Linked DNA regions of Zea mays: region 2 is linked to region 1. A link is a contact called in public Hi-C data. All regions are on one chromosome and are shown on one strand. Each heading gives the region's core, a stretch centred on a gene start, on an enhancer-like site or on the middle of the called end of the contact. The rest is flanking DNA. Distances are from core to core; before and after follow the strand shown.

Region 1 (3,922 bases), core at 1,036-3,535:
CTCACTCAACTAACTAGGGTTCACCTAGAGCAAGCGTTAAAGCAGTCTAACTAACCTAAGCACTTCACAAAGCACCTACGCTAATCACCGAGTGATTCTATTAAGCACTTGGGTGTATGAGCACTTGGGAATGTCTACTATATGCCTTGGTATGTTGCTTGGGCTCCCACACCTTGGAATCCTGGTTGGGGTGGTATTTATAGACCCCAACACAAAACTAGCCATTGGAGAAAAGTTACTGCTCTCTGTGGCACACCGGACAGTCCAGTGGTGCACCGGACTGTACGATGCCCCCTATCCACTACGCGTAGCCGTTGGACTGACACCACAGGTGATCGTTGGCACGTAGGATTTTTACACCGGACAGTCCGGTGGTCTTCTCTCCACAGTGCCACCTGGAACTAGCCGTTGGGCTATTATTCCCTGGTGCACCGGATAGTCCAGCGTGTGGCACCAGACAGTCCGGTGTGCCACCGGACAATCCGGTGCTCCAGACCAAACAGTCCGTCGTGGCAACACTTCCTTCCTTTCTTAGACTTCACTTGATCTTCATAATGTTTTCTTTTGAGGTGTTGCTTTCCTCAATGCATTGGTCCAAGTAACTTTAGCATCCTGTGAACTACAAACACAAACACTAGCAAACACATTAGTCCACTGGTTGTGTTAATCATCAAACACCAAAACCTATTGAGCCAAATGGCCCGGGGTCCATTTTCCTCAAATGACTGACCGCTCCACCGCTCCATCTCTCCACGACGACGGCTCCACTGATCTATCTCTTCCCAACGACGGCTCCACAGCTCGGGCAGATGGGTAGGGCCCTTAACCGCAGACCGTTGCAACCCTAGTTCACGGTGAACCGACCAGCTCCATCTCTCCACGACGACCACTCCACCACTCCACCTCTCTAGTCTCCACGACGACGACCACAGGCAGCCGGCGGCACACAGCATGGTGGGAGGCAGACCCACACCGTCGTGACCCTCGTGGCCTCGCCAACTGTCGAGGGTTCGACGCCGACCAGGGCCTGACGCGGTGAGAATACACATGCTGCATTTCCCTATTTCAAAATTTGGATACTAACTGCTGGAATAGTTCAACATGTAGCAACATAAACATTCTCCTAATTCAAAACCATACAAAGTATGTCAAAGAGATTTTTGGTTGTCCTAGCAAGTAGTGTATCATCATAGTCCACTTTTAGTACTGGAGGAAGAGTTGTTGATGATTATGTGAGTTCTTTGAATCCTTCAACAGTTCAAGCACTAATTTGTGCACCTAGTTGGATAAGGGGCTCTCAACATGAGAAAAGTGCACCTATTCTTGTGGTATGTAATCCTATTTTAGGCTGTAACATAGCAACTATATTTAATATTTCTTTTAACTTTTGTTCTATTTAATGTTGATGTGACATGTGTGGACTGTTCAGGAGGGAGATGATGGTGATATCGAGATTGTGGAGTTCCCTAAGGGTGTGGTGGCAAGCAATTAGTAAGTATAACCAAAATCAATAGTGATGTATTGATTTATAAACTATGTTGATTTATAAAGTTTTGTACAGGCCGAAGGAAGATGTGCTAATAGAGTAATGGAGGAGAAAAGTGGATGTTAGGAGGCTGGCATGTTGTTTAGACTTTAGAGTGCTAGCCTTTTGGGTTTAGTGACATGCTGCTAGCCTTTTGGTCTTTTGGATGTTGGCAATTTGGCATGTTCTAACTTAGAACTTCTAAGCAAGATAGACAATCAGGACTCACGAGTAGTAGCCTTTTGCCCTTTTAGATGCTGCTACCTGCTAGTGGCTACTGCACTAGTGCTTGTGTACTTGTGTAATTGTGTTGCTATGCTGACTAGCTGTCAAAATGTGCACTTATGCTTGTGCATGTGCTGCTAAGCTGTTACTGCAGTAGTGTACTAGCGCTTCTTTTGGTGGTTAACTGGTTAGTGGTTACATGGTATGTTTCATTTTCATGGCCCATAAATTCTGATAAAGTGGTGTAAATTAAGTTGATGTTGTGATGCATGAACCGATGAATGTTCTAAGCTGATTATGAAATGTGATGCATGAACTGATAAACGTTGCAACTGTTTTTTTTTTTTTTGATGAATTAAAGTCATGAACTTATAATATGGTATGTGAAACTGTGATAATAATAATTATTTTCTGGTATTATACTTTTTTCGCTGTAGCTTGTGAGCCAAACGAACCAGCTCAAACTCGTAAACAAATCGAGTCGAGTTTATCTTCTAGCTCTGTTTTTTAACGAGTCAAACCGAACTAGATTAACGAGTCGGCTCGAGCTCACGCCGAGCCCGACCTGTTAGATATCCAACCGTACGTAAACTAGTCACAACTCAGGACCAGTGCCTCTTCGGTCAAAAATATCCTTGTACCTGCATCTCGACCTCACCGGCGTCCGGCGGTGGTATCACGATGGTGGCGTTGCTGGGCCGGCGGATCGGGGTGGCTGCGGCAGCTGCCGCGTTCATCGCCCTCGTGGCGTTCGGATCCGCCTCATCCTCGCCCAAGTCCTTCGTGAAGTCCACCGTCTCCGCCCACGACGTCGTCATCTTCTCCAAGTCATACTGCCCGTACGGTCCACCTCGTCCTTAACCCTTACATGCGCATCTTGTCTTGTTCCCTGCGGAGATCTAGATTCTAAGCGGGATTCTGGGCACGATTGCTGTGATGTCGCGCCAATCTAACTAGTAGCTACAGAAAATCTGGTTTATAGCTGTTAGTTGTCATTGATTTCATCCTTTCGCTTGCTGAAAATTGTCTTTTCTCGTGGATTTTCAACGCATAGGGTCTATTATTCTGTAAGGCTGATTGTTCAGGGAAAAAGTCCTGCAAGTTTGACCTGAATTACTGGAGGAGCTGATGGTTTGCTTCGTTTTTTTTTTTTTTGTCCAGCTGTAGAATTCCGTTTTCTGTATTACAGAAATCCACAACTTGGATTGGATCCTATACCAAATTAAGAAAAGCCCAGCACAGTTCTATCCTAGCAACCATGTGACAGTTATTGTCCTTTATGTGGTAACCAGATTGTTGTCTGCTTTGCATTTCTTGGCACATTCTTTGAAAGAAGCCGTGGTTACTTTTACTCTTATTGACTGCTTGGTTGATGTGAAAAGGATTCACTGCTTGTTCTGCTTAGCAATTTTATTTACTCTGATGTCACTGTGCAAGTGTAAGAGAAATGTAAAACAAAAGTGCAGACCAGTGCCGGAGGCTCCACATGAGTGAGGTCTTGGCCTCTTGGGAAGGGATAAGCTGAGGCAGGCCTTCCTCCCGGGATAAACTGAGGCAAGCCTTGCTTCCGCAAATGCGGAGAGACTGCTTCAAACCCAAGACCTGGTGAGAGAAATGTGCTTGACAGAAATTGGAACAATTCTCTTGAGCTTTCAGAGCCTCCTGTTAGGTCTAATTCTAGATTTGTGAATTTAGCGGTGGCTCTTGTGTCCACCTGATTAGCTCACTAGATCTCTTGCAGTGCAGTTCAAGAAGCTAAACTTAAATATTTATCAAGTTTAACACAGACTTTTGTGGGGAGTACATAACTATAAGAAAATGCACTGATAAGTGATATGGTCAGATACTCATTTGACTTGAGAGCAGCGAATGTACATTGATAACATCTGAACCATGAGTGTATGGAGATGACGCCTTATGGTTGTAGTTCCTGTACCAAAGCACATACTCTTATCAGCACTTTATTTGTCTGGAGAGCTACAGGTACTGCAAAAGAGCAAAGGCCGTGTTTAAGGAGCTTGAGTTGAAGAAAGAGCCATATGTTGTGGAGCTTGATCAGCGAGGTTTGCTTTACACTCTTTTTCACATCGCTAATTTACTGTTTTAGAGTGCTTGCTCTATGCCCCCTACTTCAGTCATGTTTTTTCCCAGTGGAAGTGCCACATTTTCATT
Region 2 (3,922 bases), core at 940-3,439, 330 kb before region 1:
ATTTCCAATCCACTGATCGTTGTTAAGGATAATAATACAAAGATGAATCATATAGACAAACAGAATTGAATGTTAGTACTGAAACACCATGCTAACCTAATATCCCCACTTAATATAACAAAGGTTTACTGTGGACTTGCAGTTCATGAAATATAGTTTGTGGTTGACCTACAAGTGTTTTAAGGAGTTTCCACTGGATACTATGGCAGCAGGCACTGTTTTAAAGGCGTCCAAGCGGTGGTCCAACGCCTAGGCGTCCAGGCAGTGGTCCAATGTCTTGTCTCGCCATACCGCTTTAAAAACCATGGCAGCAGGGACTACTAATTTGAAACAATAATACAACTGAAATGAGGAAAATGATGGCACATGCCATTCTTGGAACGAAACGAGATGCAGGGATAAGTATAGATATTGTGACCAGTAGCAAGCTAGAAACTGAAGGATACTCTTTTTGACCTGCACCTTGAAAAACAGGATCCACCTCCCTCATTGAAACAGCCATAGAACCCCTAGATTTTGTAGGACTAGTCTTTGGTGGTTTTTGCTTCAGGAGAGAAGAAAAGGTGTGCTGAAACAGGGGGGGGGGGGGGGGGGGGGGAGAAAAGATGAATCCTCAAAGCCAGCCTGTATAAAAGCATTCTTAAACAAGAACATAAATACAGGTCCCTTAAAAATATTTTGACGCGGATAGTTTAAATTTAAAATGAGATGAACCACATGCGAATTTTTGAACAACACTGCATGCAAAAGTTTCCTATTCAAAGTGCCCCCTGACACTGATAGAAACACAATGCCGCTTGTGAGTTTGCCCTTCATTAGGGATGAGGACTTGCTTCTATGTAATTAGAATGTCTAGCAATTCCAAAGACCTCTGTTCTGCTCCTGTATAATGATTGCATCTCAAACAACACCCAAGGAACATCCACAAACTAAGGAGTTGGCGTGATATAGAGCAAGCTAAGATCCTGATCCCCCATTCAACAGAAAGCTGAAAGCTAACCCAAGGAATGCGATGTTTTTTGGTGCAACTCACAATTGAGAATACATGACATCCTAGGTCCAACAAAACATCCATATCCAGCTCATTCAATCCAGAACAAAAGGGATGTGTGGGAACTTGCATGACCCGAATGCTCCAAGCCTCCAACACACCCAAAACTAAACGAACATTGGCTTGGCTTCCAAAACAATTCAAGTGGGCAGCTAAATCCAATGACTTCTGGAGCACGAATCAGCATCAGGATCAACAAGAGCCATCGAGTGGCAGATGAACAGGTATAAATCAGACCAAATTCCGGCCACCCAGATCCACCTCACGTCCAAAAAGAAAAACAAAATCACTGCTCTCATAAGATTGGTCTCCAGGCAGCGGCTTACACCATTATAGAGATCCAACATCTGATCTAAATCACACAAAATGGGCATTCCCATTCCAAATGCCAAAGGGCCAGATCCAATCCGCCATCCGGAAATCAACCAAGCAAAATTTCCCCACCACTACAACATGCTAAACCCCATTCATCCACGACCCACTAACAAATCTCAAAAAGTCAGAGAATTCCCGCAGCCCAGATCCGTCACGCACCCAAGCCAGCCAGCCAAGCAGAGACCCCGCGTACCTTGATCGCTGACCCCGGCGCGGCCATGGTCAGACCTCAGATCGCCAGAAGCCGAAGCCCCGATCAGAGGACCAACTTAACAACCCTAGCCGCGGGCACCATTAAACAAATCCCCGGCCCGACCCTCTCCACATCATTCCCTAAAAAATTGCTGAAATAGAGGATTCGGTCACCACGCACCTGGGCCGGGGACGGTGGCGGAGTCGAATCGTGGGGAGGACTAGCTAGCCAGCGGGTTGCTGTCGTTGCTGCCGTTAGCGCGCGCCCGGGCTGGCGTTAGCCTTTTGCGGAGGCGAACGAACGAGGCCGCTAAAACGAGGTGAAGCCCCCGGATTAACTAATAATCCGTCAATCACCCGGCTCAACAGGACGGGGCGGGGAGAGGTTGGGTTGGGGAGGCCAATGATTGGAGGTGAGGGCGTGAGGCGTGGCTGTTGTCGTGCTCGCCACTATGGCGGAGGACGACGAGGAGGAAGGAGAGGAAGACAGGACAGAGGGGGAGGGGGTGGAGGTGGAGCAGGTATTTGGGAGTTTGAGCTATTTATATTTTGTATGGAATTCCTCTCTTCGCCGTTATTACGTCGTAACTCGTTCTGCCGAGCTGGGCACACAGGAGGACATGCAGTATGCAAACGATCGAATAAGAATGAATATTACTTTACTCACTCTGTCTTGTTTTAGTTATTACTGGATAGTGTAAAATTAAACTATTCAACGACAACTAAAAAATGAAGAGAGTATATTGCAATTATTTTCATGTTTTTATTTAAATTTAGATTCGAAAGTCCTATAAAAGAGTATCCTCCTATAGTTTGGGTCAAGAGATCAATACTAGTATATGTAATGATATATATACCCTTATAAAGATGTAACCATTATATTCTAGGAAGAGATAATAGAAAATTACAAGTAGAGTTAGTTGGTTCTGTTATATATGTATTATTTATTTTGGAACAAATTTTGAACTCTATAAATGCACTTATTATAGAACAAATAGACTATGTTAGATGTGATATCAATGAATATTGACTTCATAAATATGTTATTTCTATATTACGGATACGGTAACGTCCAGCAAGGTGCAGTTACATCCACGGACGTAATTACAGAGGATCCCGTCGGCCTCTAAATGGATTCGGACTTAAATACAGCTAAAAAAACATATATACCATTTCTCCTAATAGTAGCACAATGTTAACTGCTAAACGGATTGGACTTAAATATAGCTAAAAAACATTTGCACCGTTTCTCTTAATAGTAACCTAATGTTAATGGCGTAGATGACAACATGGTACATCTAGGTTTTTAGAATTATATATGAAGACAAGGGGAAAAATAGAGCTCGGTAAAGTAAGAGACCGAAGGGTTATTGAAAGTGATAGGATCAACATGTTCGTCAAACTTTGAAGGTTCGAGCCTCCTGCCTGATGTGATAAACAAGACAAGAAATGCTAAATTTTTTATGGTGTGTTTGGTTTGTGGAGTCACTCTATCCTTCATGAGGTGATGCATCATAAATTCATTCCATTAATTTTGGTGGAATCAACCCACTCCTCATGTATATACTAATTATTAGCTTATGAGGAATGAGGTGGTGATGGATCAACTCATTCTATTCCACAAACCAAATAAAAAAGTGGAGAGTGAGAAGAAAATGGATCACTTTATTCCTCAAACCAAACACACTATTAGATAATGGAAATTATCATCCAGCCTTGGCTTCAAAGAAGCTACGGCCCCTACAAGAAATGCTAGATAATGTCGCCTTCAAGGAAATCAAAACTCACACACCGTTTTCAAATGATGCCACATCTGAACTCTGATTCAAGAAAAGAATGGTTCAACTTATGTGTTTTAATGGCAGCTTAGATAGATTACCTAGTGCAAAATTATAGTTGAGAAGATAAAGAAAAATAAATCTGAGACAAAAATATTTAGCTCCTTTGATGTAGTCTTTTATTTTTAGTAATTAAGCTGCTACTCCTAAATTCTAAAAAAAATAGAGAAAATGTAATATCTGATTAACATTTTTTGTGCAAAATTATATAAATTTTAGATACTGCTAGATCACAGAACTGAAATAGATAAAATTGGTGTCACGTTGGTATTGCGGCTGGTATTGCGGCGTTAGCAACTTGCTAAAACTGCCTAGAGAGTTATTTACTCGGTTTTGTAAAGTTCAGATGGTTAGACAACCGGTTTGATGGTGTGGGTGGAAGTAGACTACCCTCTAAATATTACAGGATTCTGTAGACTTTTTTATATACTCCATCCGTCCCAAAATATAAGTCATTCTAAAATTC

Evidence for each region. Hi-C and Micro-C count contacts between places; a contact is called where the count stands out from the background.
Region 2: a Hi-C map of leaf shows a contact between it and region 1, with 7 times the contacts expected there. The contact joins the promoter of LOC103638857 here to the promoter of LOC100282495 in region 1. A contact is called at or near these places in 3 of 25 Hi-C or Micro-C datasets (ear, leaf and tassel).

The regions. Positions count from the first base shown.
Region 1 is chr9:111,409,013-111,412,934 of Zm-B73-REFERENCE-NAM-5.0, reverse strand. LOC100282495 (Grx_C4 - glutaredoxin subgroup I) reads left to right here and starts at 2,285. Exons shown (of 4, transcript NM_001155404.2): 1 at 2,285-2,589; 2 at 3,734-3,813. The coding sequence starts at 2,432.
Region 2 is chr9:111,736,710-111,740,631 of Zm-B73-REFERENCE-NAM-5.0, reverse strand. It overlaps LOC103638857 (villin-3), which reads right to left and starts at 2,189. Exons shown (of 23, transcript XM_035962621.1): 1 at 1,800-2,189; 2 at 447-568; 3 at 1-12. The coding sequence starts at 502.